Linked DNA regions of Sus scrofa: region 2 is linked to region 1. The links are chromatin contacts, called in public HiChIP or PLAC-seq maps. All regions are on one chromosome and are shown on one strand. The core of a region is the stretch at or near the end of the contact, and the rest is flanking DNA. Distances in the headings are between cores, read along the strand shown.

Region 1 (6,225 bases), core at 3,124-5,623:
ACACAGCTCAGGAGTGGGTGGTGGAAAGTCAAGAGTCCCATTAGTTGTTTCAAACTTAAATTGAAAACACCTCGTTCTACGTGCGTCATGGCTGCTGACACCCTGTTTCCTTCTGAACAGCCTCTTCCCCAGGAGGGTGACCAATCACCCCGGTTTCCCTGGGACTGTCTGGGTTTAGCACTGCCAGTCCTGCATCTTGGGAAAACCCTCCTTCCTGGATGTACCGGGATGGCTGGTCACCCTAGAAGGAGGAGTCGGCGCTCTTACTAGGTGACTCATGTTTGACAGTGCCGGGCTGATGCTGGAAACATCAAGCTAAATAAGCCAGCTCTGGGCTCAGCCCTGAGGGGCTGGTTGTCTGAAAGTTGGGGTGCAACTGAAAATGGATGATCCCAGGAGTTCCTGTTGTGGCTCAGCGGAAACAAATCCAACTAGTATCCATGAGGTGGTGGGTTCGATCCCTGGCCTTGTTCAGTGGGTTAAGGGTACGGCGTTGCCATGACCTGTGGTATAGGTCGAAGACGAGGCTCGGATCCTGCGTTGCTGTGGCTGTGGCTGGCAGCTGTAGCTCCGATTCAACCCCTAGCCTGGGAACCGCCAAATGTCATGGGTACAGCCCTAAAAAGCAAAAACGAAAACAAAGAAAATGGATGATCCCAGATTGCTGTGTGGGACTGAGGTGAAGGTCAGCAGAAGTCCTGGGGGCTGTCTCACACAACAGTGCAAACTGGACCCTTTTGAGTGGGCTTTTGACCTAGATATTGAGAAATGATTATGCTTGTGGATGGGTGTGGGGTGGGGGTGGGAATGGACATTTCAATATGGCTCGGGGCTTGTACAGAGTGTGACAGAAAGCCAGGCATTTCGAAGAATGGTGACAGCAAGCCCCCCTCCCCACCCCCAAACATTTGCAGCCTTGGGAGCAAGCACAGAGATGGAGGCCTATACGATGTGTATCAAAATGTCTAGAAATTCTAAATCAGGCTAACGAGCTCTTAATAAAATAGGCTCTATTCTCTCTCCTTGACAAACTCACCTTCATTGCAATCTGGAAGGCCAGGTCTGAATTTGGAATTCCCATCTCTTTGGTGTTCCGGGCTGGAATGAGACAGCACAGGAAGGGCTGGGCCCTGGTCTTCCTCCATCCCTTCCTATCTGCCCTCCTGCTCCTTCCCACACTGCTGGGGGCCTCGTGTGGACCCTGAAACTACATCCCAAACTCTATCCACATCCCTTGCAAACAGCTGTCCCTTGCCCATCCCTGGGACCTGGGGGAGTGACACTGGCAGAGAAGAGGCCTGAGCAGTCCCTGGAAGAGAACAGGGAATTTTTCTTTCTTTTCTTTTCTTTTTGGCCACACCCGCAGCATGTGGAAGTTCCCAGGCTAGGGATGGAATTGGAGCTACAGCTGCCAGCCTAGCCCACAGCCACAGCAATGAGAATAGGGAATTTTCAGGTCCTGGGTACTCTGAGTAGGATGGCACAGACTCGCGGTGGACACATCTCTGTTGGTCCTGCAGATTCTTTGCCTTGAGGGGAGGGGACCCCTGGAGGGGTCTAGGACAGGGCCCTCTTGCCTGGTGTAAGAATGATGCAGAGTGGTGAGGAGCTCCCAGTGGCTGGAACGTTGTCACATCAGCTGATTCCGTGATGAGAAATGACAGAAACAGTGGCCCTGAATTCTTACCTTTGGTCTTTATGAGCAGAAACATCAGAGGAGACCTGGGAAATGGACCACCGCTCTCTTTAATCGCCACATTCACACAGGAGCTGGTCCCATCTGAGTCAATGTGTGGGACCTGGCCTTTCCACCCAGTAAAAGTGAGAAGCTAGAAATTAATAGGACCTAAGCTATACACTTCTCAGGTTGTCAGAGTTCGGGGGAGAGACAAGCCACTTGGGAACGAGTCGGTTTCTTTCTGGAAACCACCCCATTGCTCCGGGGATGTAAGTCTTTCTAAGTAGAGATGTCATTTCCTTGTTTTTTCATAGAACGGTCAAAACTTAATATTTTATTAAGTCAAAACTTGCGTATTTATTCCAGATAAATATTTTTTAACCTTCATTAAAATTTTCACACATGCAAAGGTAGAGTATGTATTCCTAATTCATTTTGCTGTACACCTGAAACTGATACACTGCATGAGAGGCCCCCTCAGTTGACCCCAGTCAAACCACAGAACATATGAAATAATAATAAATATTTCTTTTTGTCTTTAAACTCATCTAGCGGTTTCCTCTCTGCTTAAGCCCTGCAATGGATTTTCATCTTGCTTGGACCTGTGCTACATCTCTCTGATAGCATCTCCTAACTCTCAGTCCCTCATGGGCTCCCCTCACTCATGCAGTCATAGTCGGTGGTGAGGTGGAATCTCGAAGCAGTCACAGCTCAGCCCAGATCCAAGAGGGTGGAGGAATAGACTCCACTTCACTCAGCCATAGCCCTTCTGCTCTCAGGGTAAAGGTTCAAACTCTTTGGCCAGGCACATGAAGCCCTGGTGATGTGTCCTTAGCACGCCTCTCCTGACTCACCACCCCAAACCCCAAACCTACACTCACTCATGGCTTCTTTATTTTAGACACTGCTACTTCGACCTGCCCCCACAGGGAAGGCCAGGCTCTGCCAGCACTAGCTCAGTGCCAACTCTCTCCGCTTTGGTTCTGAGCCCCTAGGAGTTTGGGACTTATTTTGAAACTGTCTATTGCTTCCTTCCCTGGACTCAAGTTCCCTGAAGTCAAAGGTGACCTCTTATATCTCTCCAGCCATAGCCTTGACAAATGCCCAACACTCAAAATTAAGCATATTTTCAATAAATGAATTAAAATTCTAAGTTAGCATTGTTACTAAATTTTAAATCTCTGTAAAGTGTAACATAATGAAAATACCCCTATAATTACACAGAAGTCATCACTTTAAAAATTATTGAAAAAGATGCTTTCGACTTAGTAAAATATTCTAAATCAAATTACTTGCTATCTTAGATACCAAGAACGAAGTAATAAAAATGTAATCCCATTTCTGTTATAACCAGGTCTTCCATTAGTTGCCTAAATTTGGAGCATTTAGTTTTAAAAATAGCACACCAAGTCAACTTGCCTGGTCCCCCATCATCTTGCTTGAAGAATCAGGATCCAGGGTGCAAACTAGGGAGAAAGGAAGGGGCAAAAAGGGGTTAGATTAATAGACGGTACGGATGGGGGTGGTGGTGAGAAATTCTCAGATACAGAGGAACTTGAAAAGGAAAAATTGTTGCCCCTGCAAAGAGGAACCAATGCAGACAGGGGGCGGGGAACCAAATCGATCAACAAGGGATGAGAAAAGAGGAAGGTCAGCGATAGGAATGAAAAGACCTGACGTCATTAAAAGAATAGGTACAAGCAGGGCTGCTCTGCATGATTTTTGTCTTCCATCCAGCTAGTGTCTCAATTGTTACAAATTCTTTCTGTTGTCTTGATAATTAGTTTTGGCATATAGCAGTTTGGGAGAATTTGGTTTGGGGTGCCCTTCAAAATAAAATTGATGCTATGGGCCAGCCATGCGGACTGGAAATCTGACTTGTTTTCCCTGCACTGGTGATGGATTGAGCTGCTTGAGCCACCAGCCCTCCCTTTCACACTACCCTTTGTGACCAACTCTATGGTCTGGGATGACAATTTTCTTTTCTCTCTACATGAAAAACGACTCGTTTCTAGTAGCATTAAATTATGATTTCATTCCATATTTTTAAAAAAGTGGACAAACTCTTACAAGCTGACTTCATAGGGCAATATCCCAAAATATAAGAAAAAACCAAATGCCCAAAGTATTGAGGCCTCAGTGAATCAGTGTTGAGTCTAGGGATGCTGAGCCTAACACGGCTGCCTTACAGCTGTCACTGTAACAACTACCATTACAAGCTGCACTGCTTTGTTGGGTCTCTTTTTCTCACTCTCCATTCAGTTCAGTTCACATTATGCATTTTTCTCCAAGGTGTTGAGAAGGAACAAAAACATGGGCTTTGGAGTCAGGCAGCCCTGGGTTGGGGGTCCTCGCTCTATCTGGCTGTGGGATCTTCTCAAAGTCACTATTAAGTATGGATAATGAGGTCTACCTTCTAGGGTTGCTGAGAAAGGACAAATGAAACAGCCCATGGAAAGAATGTTGCCAAATACCTAGGAGTCAGTATGTGTAATTTCCTGTGGATGAAGTGGAGCTGACTACTTCCAAACTCTTGATTTATCATAAGCTCCAGTCTATCCAAAGCACTAAATGATAACAAGATTTCAGTCTCTTTTATTCTGCCTTTTTTTTAATGTCATATTCCATTTGAGTCCTAAGCATGTAAGCAGGTACCATGGAATGTAAACAAGGAAACAGAATATACTGAATGAATCATATGTGAAACAATGCTGTGACTCACACAGATGCAAGAGCTGCTTGGCTGCCCGAGAGAATTAACATTAGAATGTTTAAAAAGAGACAACATAGGAATAAGCTATTTTAGTCAAGCAAAAACAAATTTATATTCATTAGTTCTGAAAATAAAATTAGACTTTTCCAACCCTTAACATCTGCATTTAATAATATCTTCTAACCAAAATACAGATGTGAAAACAGCAAATTACAATATAATCTTGTACAGCATACAGTATGTTCACTGTTCACACTTTACTTGAATTCTAGTTGGTCGTTATGTACTCAATGCATAAACATCACTTATAATAAAATTTTCACAATTAACAAAAAATGTGACAAGGCTGTCTTAAAACGGCTCTGCTATAAATTGTATAGAATATACAGAATTACAAAGTCAAGTATTTTTTATCAAAATATACACCCCTCCCTGAAACTAACACAAGCTATCAACATTTTAAACGAATAATACAGTTATAGAAAATATTTGCAAAATTATTTTTTCATGTATAAATATTCTGCCATATTTACTTTGGTCTAGAATTATTAGCATACAAGTCCACTTAAAAAATACCCACGTGTAAGGGCTGGGAGACATCACTACATGTAATAATTTTATATTTGGAGTTACCTCAAATCAAAATGACTGAAATACACAATAATTCTCCTTGATTCATAAGCCTAATTGAGATTAAACAAATGAGTCGGTCACAGGATTGCTTATTTGATTTTCTAATCAATGCAAAAATGATTTTCATAAGCCCTTTGTGACTATCTCTTTAACAAAACCCAAATGAATAGTGCAGGTATACATATATACAACATATAAAATAAAGTTGAATTCATCTGCATTTTCCCATTTTCCTCTATTACATAATACTGTTTGTAAGTGAAAGTAGATGAACTAAAAAGATAAAAGATAAATGCAAATACAGTATCGGGGTTATTTAACAGCAAAGTACTACAGTATAAAAAGGTCAGCTTTGATCATGTCCTTTTCTAGGTGTTTAAATGCTTTCTTGCCCACCCCAATCCATACTAAGTCTTCTTTGTGGAGGCATCACAACACTTGGAGAGAGAAACTGGAGTCTTTTGAGCTACTTCTTCACAACAATTAACTGTGCAACCTTGGGTTTCCAGCTCTCAAATCCCATGAACATGCATGGCTGCAGGTCCTCCTTGAGCCAGGTTCCAGATTCTGCTCATACTTGTGATCAAAGGGTAAGAATGTATTCTCTCTCTCTCTCTCTCCTATTCAGGCCGATTAATAAGTAAGAATCATGAATTCCAGCTCCCCAGGAACCTAGTCCACATGATAGCATATCCTACAGGGCAATTAGATTTTGAGGGCAGTGTTCATGGTGTGGGTTAGCTTAAAAGAACATTAAGAAACAGAAGTGGGTTTTTAGCAAAGTTGTAGATGTCTACAAACATGAAGACAAGGCATCTGGCTTGTGGATATATTTCTGAGTCACATAAGTAAGTGATGGAACTGCGTCACTCCACGTTCTATCCACCCACCCCCAAAAGACAAAGCTCTGTTGGAGGCAAGGAAGGCCATCACTTCCTCTGCCCACCCAAGTCACTAATGGGTAGGGCAGGGCTATGTCTTTCTTTTCTTTTTTTAATATACTTGTGGGCTGCATAATCTCCAAGAAGGCTAACAGTTGTAGGGATTAGGTTTTCTGTCCCTTTCAAGTGCCTGGGAATTCACCACCGTACACATGCCTTGTGCTACATTTCCTCCACACTCTTTCGGCGGCATGGAAGGTGTCAGGTTTTACTTGAACCCTTGAGCCTGGTTACATCTATTTGGAAAGACCTCCATGTCC
Region 2 (6,057 bases), core at 2,303-4,802, 110 kb before region 1:
TTTTTCTTTCTTTCTTGTCTTTTTTTTTTTTTTGTCTTTTTGCCTTTTCTGGGGCTGCTCCTGCGGCATGTGGAGATTCCCAGGCTAGGGGTCTAATCAGAGCCACAGCAACCTGGGATCTGAGCTGCGTCTGCAACCTACACCACAGCTCACGGCAATGCTGGATCCTTAAACCACCGAGCAAGACCAGGGATCGAACCTGCAACCTCATGGTTCCTAGTCAGATTCGTTAACCACTGCACCATGACGGGAACTCCAAGATTAAGTTTTCAGTGGAAAAAATATTCCTAGATAATTCAGTTCTTTTATCTCAGTACCAGAGAACAGGTCATAAAACTAATATAATTGTACTTATATTTCTGCAACAATAAATTAATGATCAAATCAATTAATGTTAATGACTTCGGGCTTATTCCATGAAAAATTTTAAATATGCTTATAGTAATAAGCATTTATGTGCATATACAGTGCATTAAAGAGGATGACCTGCCATGTAGTTCACTACAATGCTTGTCTTCTTACCAGGCTTGATGAGAGGAATCATTTCTTAACACGTTCACAGGGACCTTAATCTCACCTAGGAAAACATCTTGGACCAGGTTTCCATTGTTCCACAAGTCGATCCTGAAAATTTAAAACTAGTTTTACTTTTTGAAAACAATGTGTAGGAGAACACACACAGACAAATGGCTTCAAATTACTATGATTCTTATTATATCACTAATTTTAGGGTTCTGGGTACTTTGACATAAGTGTCTTTGCCACAGACATCTTTGCCTCAAGCATTTTTGCCACAAACATTTTCACCACATAACTAATTAGTCATAAGGCAATTTTTGTCATAAATGATAAAAAGTAAAAGACATTAAAAAAGACACAAGTACCTAAAACATGAAAAATGAATAATAACTAAAAGACTTCACTGCAAAATACAAAATGTTTGAATACATTCAAAATGTATGTAGATTCACGGCAATACGGTACAAATAAATGATTTTATTTTCTGGGCTATACCTAAGCACTTGTCCTCCAAGTCTTTCATTCACAGTATTTAACACATTGTTTTTGCTTGTTGATTTGTCTCCTTATTTGGCATTGTACTTTTTTGCTATAATTTCTTCCTTCCTTAGGAGAGGTATAAGTTTCTAAACACTAGGATGCATATTTGTTTCTGAGCTTCGTATTGCTTCTTAGCATACTGTCACATGTCTATTGATAGATGTTTCAAAATTCTGTGGAAAACATGGGTTCAACTCTGTGCCTTTGTGGCCCTCAGACTATTTCTCCTCCAACATGGTGTATTTCAAAATAAGAAACTCTCAGGGAAAATCATCGTCATCTATCAGCTCGATAAAGCTATCGATAACGTCACCAACTGGAACAAATGCCAACACATTTCAACCAGTTGAAACCAAACTGTCAGACAGTTATTTTATCTTTCACAGCAAATTTGACTTATAGCCAATTAGTTCTGCAGCTAAAATGTTTGTGGCAGAAATATCTATAGCAAAGATGCTCATGGCAAAGACACTAAATGGCCTAAGTACCAGACACATAATCTTACATGCTTAAAAATAAGAGAGTTAGCACTGTCATATACCTATCTAAAATAAGAAAGCAGAATACTGCAGTAGATTTTACTTAAAAGCACAGAAAGTACATAATTATCTTAATCTAAAAGAAAGCACTTAAGTTTCTTAGTTTCAAAGTCTAGGCTTTATTTCAACCTATAGCAATAAGGATTATACAGTTACTTTTTTGAATTTGAGAAAAGAAACCAACACAAGACTACAGTTTCTTTCTCAATTAAAACCAGTTAATATGTAAAAACTGGTGATTTAGACAAATACATTACCTGATCATTCCAAACATGTGATTAATACATCCTTTAGATGAACACACTGTTAACACCACACCTATACATGCATTTACAAAACTTTCCCCCTCCCAAAAAGCATAGATATTTAAGACCTAGGAAATAACGCAAACTTCAAACACATGCACCTGTTGAATTATCTTACAAGACTTCTTACCTCACTGAAATTTCTGTTAGACAGCAGATATGTTAAGAAGAATAAAAAAATTATTTCTAAATTGGCTAATATATACTTTTCTATATATACTTTGCATCCATTATGCTATGATTTCGAAATTTAAGAGCAATTAAATTTGGGGAAAACTGAAAATATAATAGGTGGAAGTTAGATCATTTGTGGTTTTTTATGTTTTGTTTTTTTTCTCTTTGGGGCCACACCTGAGGCATATGGAAGTTCCCAGGCGTGGAATAGGAGCTGTAGCTGCCAGAGTATGCCACAGCCACAGCAATGGCAGATCTGAGCCGCATCTGCAACCTATGCCATGGCTTGCAGCAATGCCGGACCCTTAACCCATGGAGCTAATCCAATCAAACCTTCATCTTCATGGATACTAGTCAGGTTTTTAACCTGCTGAGCCACAATGGGAACTCCTGGTCATTTTGTTTTTAAAATAAATACACCTTGACTATTTCTGCAAAGAAATCAGAATTTGAAGATAATCTGGATTTAAAATTAGATGCATGTTCCTCTAAGTTTGTTTTTTTCCCTTGTAAGTTTCATTGATCAACTTGCTAAAAAGAATTCTGTTATGCTTGATTCACCTTTTTCAGTTAAATTTAGGATTTTCTTTTGGCACAGAAAAATTTAATTCTGTAAAACCCCAAAACACATACCTAATCTCCAGCTTTTCAATGTCCTCCTCTTCTACCTGGAACTGGGACTTTCTGGTATAACTACTGGATCTTGTTACCTATAAACAAAATATTTTAATATAAGAATTTTAAAATACCTTTTCACTACCTGAACTTTACAAAACTACCAGTCCTAAAAGGTTCAACAGCGTTTATTAAAAACAAAGGAAAATGCCTAAGTAATATTTTACTCAAAAGCTAAATACAAGAATAGCTATGGAAGTAGCAGAGAGGTAAGGTGGTGTAAAACTATCAAAATCAATCTTGCCTCCATACCCTTCCTTATCAGTTTGATACACAGCAACACTGGGTTCTCTGGCTTGCATGTAATCTGTCGGTGACTCAGAGTAAAAGCATTCTATTTCAGTGAAGACTTTCCCACATTTCTTAAGATGCCAATGCCACCCTCACACTTCCTTCTCACATTTTTACCGAAAGTATCAAGGCCACCGCAGGAACTTCCTCAACTACTGTCCACCTGAGCACGTCTGTTCTCACCTAGCCCTGTCGTTACTTGATGAGTTTTCTCATCCTCTTCTGAACAAGAGCATGAGATGATCCTCCTCTTTTCTAAGACTGCTCCACCCACACACAGGATGCAGTAAGCATACAGTAAGCATTCAATCTATTTTAATTACAGCTTTCTTTACCAGACTGTTCACCTCACTCGAGTCTGAGAAAAATTCTCCCCTTAAATTACGGTCTTCCTATCTCTTTCCTTTCACAGACAAATATCTCAAAACTGTTATCCATCCTTACAGCCTCCACTTCCTCACCACCCACTCACTACAGAAACTCCTTACAATCTGGCTTCCTCACACATCACCCTCCTAAAACCCTCTCTTAATCACCAAGTCTGATGATGAATTCTTAGTTCTCACCTTCCTTGACCCCTTTATCTGAATGAGTGACCATAGAGTCATACTCCCTTTTCCCCAAGATACCCTTTTCCTGCGTTTACAGAGGCACTATCCTGGCTACTTCCGCTCCCTTTGCTTCTTTCTCTGGTACCTCTTCTTCCTCGAAACTTAGAGATATGGGTGTTCTCCAGGTTTTATCTTTCATTTTGCTCTAAGAGCTGCACAGTGCTGTGCAGTTTACAAAGTGCTTTCACGTCCATTATCTCCTGTGTTCATCAGAACACTGCTCTGAAGCAGGCAGGGCTAGATTTATTACCCTCATCTTGAAAATGAGGAAGCTAAAGTACAGAAATTAAGAGACATACTCAAAGCTGAATACTTAATATGTGGCAAAACTGAGCTTCTTTACTTTTCTTCTTTATTATATACCTCTGCTCCCTGGCTTTTTCTTGACTCTCTGCAAGCAATTCTTGATTCTTTATCTATAACCATCACGCATCCTAGTTATGAACTTCCTATGGGAAGACTTTACATGTCAAACCTCAAGCTCATTATGCCCCAAACTGAACCACTTATGTTTTCCTTCTTAACTTTTCTATTTTTCCAGATTTGAAATCATGAGAACATTTGACTTCTTTTACCTTTTCTGCTATAACTGATTTGTTACCTTGCCATTTGCAGTTTCTTTCTCATTCGTTTCTTCCTATTTCCATATTATTCTCTTAGATCAGACCCCTGCCTCCCTCTTGCTTTTTCCTTTCTTTTTACCCCCCTTTTTACAGCCATACTTGTGGCATATGGACGTTCCCAGGCTAGGAGTCAAATTGGAGCTGCAGCTGCCGGCCTACACTACAGCCACAGCAACAATGGATCCCAGCTGAGTTTGCAACCTACCACAGCTCACGGCAACGTCAGATCCTTAACCCACCAAGTGAAGCCAGGGATCAAACCTGAGTCCTCATGGATACTAGTCAGGTTTGTTACCGCTGAACCAAGACAGGAACTCCGCTTTTTCCTTTTTTTAAAAAACACCTAAACTACAATATTCTCTTGATCTCTGTTCTCTCTCTCTCAGCCATCTAGCCCACAGACCATGGTTAATTCTTCCCAAAACACTGCATTACTCTTATTACCTCCCAGCTAAAAAACATTCAGTGGGTAACATGGCACGTCAGCTTGGCTTTCAAGGCCTTTCATTAGTTGGTCCTACTTTATCTTTTCAAGCTCAGTTCCATCACTCCTTTTTAGTCAAATCACTACTTGCTACTCTTTGGACATAACTGCTTTTCCGACTCTATGTCTCTGCTCAAAATGTTCCTTCTCTAATACTCTTTCCTTTGGCTCCACTCAGCAGGAGCAGAGCTCTCCAAAATCTACTACTGCGTTTTTCTGCTGCATGTATGTATGCATGTGCATGCACTGGGTCTCTTGCTCTAGCTAGAGATCAGAGGTTGAACTTTATAATCAACTCAACAAAGGGCCCTTTGAATGAATGTTTCAAGGCCTAACAGGTATGCATGCATATAGCAAACAGGTCAGGCCTTGACTTTCAGAGGACCATCTGCTTGCTGCTGCAAGTTGTCCCTTTTCTGTTTTCTCCAGGTTAGATGTAACAGCCATTTTAAAATATAGAACAACTGAACTAAGTAAGTCCTTAGCCAGGAAATGGAAAGGTCTCACATTGGTACATTTTCCTTTGCTTTTCTTTCTCCCTTGCTTCCACCCCCAACAATTCTTCCTACTTCAATTTTGGCATTCTCAGCGGTGTTCCTTTATTAAATTACAGTAATCAGAAGTTCTGTTGTGCCACAGAGGAAACAAATCCAAATAGGATTCATAAGGATGTAGGTTCGATCCCTGGCCTCACTGAGTGGGTCATGGATCCGGCTTTGCTGTGAGTTGTGGTACTGGTCGCATATGCAGCTTGGATCCCACATTGCCATGGCTGTGATGCAGGCTGGCAGCTGTAGCTCCAATTTGACCCCTAGCCTGGGAACTGCCACTGCCATATGCCACAGATAGGGCCCTAAAAAGCAAAAAAAAAAAAAAAAAAAGCGCAGTAATCAGGCATGGCTAGATGCACCCTCACTCTCTTCACTTTGAAATATAAAGAAAAACACACAAGGAAAAACACGAAACGTAACTTTTTCAAATCTTCCCTACATGTCAAATCTCAAATGCAACATATTCTATGGTTAGAACACAATCTAGAATACAGCACTTGATTATTTTTGTTTTTTTCCTGTAGTTTTCAAATAATATGAAAAAGGATTTCTTTAACAAATGTTCCACATAAAGAACTCAAAAACCCTATATCTGGAGCAACTTCAAGGCAGCTCAAGTTCTCTATGAAAACAAGCATGTGTCCATCAAGCAATTTATCTAAAAAGAACTTAATAGTAAGGCCTTAATCATACAGTACTTTATAGTCTCAAAGAACCGTCACATTTGAACCTCATTAAAACTCTA

The links. HiChIP or PLAC-seq counts read pairs in DNA pulled down with a chosen protein or histone mark.
Region 2: a contact with region 1 is called in an H3K27ac HiChIP or PLAC-seq map of alveolar macrophages. The contact joins two enhancer-like sites. A contact is called at or near these places in 6 of 47 Hi-C or Micro-C datasets (embryonic fibroblasts, epiblast stem cells, fetal skeletal muscle and 2 more) and 2 of 2 datasets of contacts at active chromatin or transcription factors (alveolar macrophages and skeletal muscle).

What each region holds. Positions count from the first base shown.
Region 1 is chr13:82,193,354-82,199,578 of Sscrofa11.1, reverse strand. It overlaps a transcript of ZBTB38 not described here. Among named protein-coding and RNA genes, the nearest start is that of ZBTB38, 7.7 kb to the right of the region's middle. Within about 2 kb of position 4,373, at least 9 of the 83 cell types and tissues checked have an H3K27ac peak or open chromatin away from gene starts, as enhancers often do. A contact at or near this core is called in alveolar macrophages, where this site is marked.
Region 2 is chr13:82,301,141-82,307,197 of Sscrofa11.1, reverse strand. RASA2 (ras GTPase-activating protein 2) reads right to left here. Exons shown (of 24, transcript XM_021069545.1): 8 at 2,711-2,787; 9 at 523-624. Among named protein-coding and RNA genes, the nearest start is that of RASA2, 74 kb to the right of the region's middle. Within about 2 kb of position 3,552, at least 3 of the 83 cell types and tissues checked have an H3K27ac peak or open chromatin away from gene starts, as enhancers often do. A contact at or near this core is called in alveolar macrophages, where this site is marked.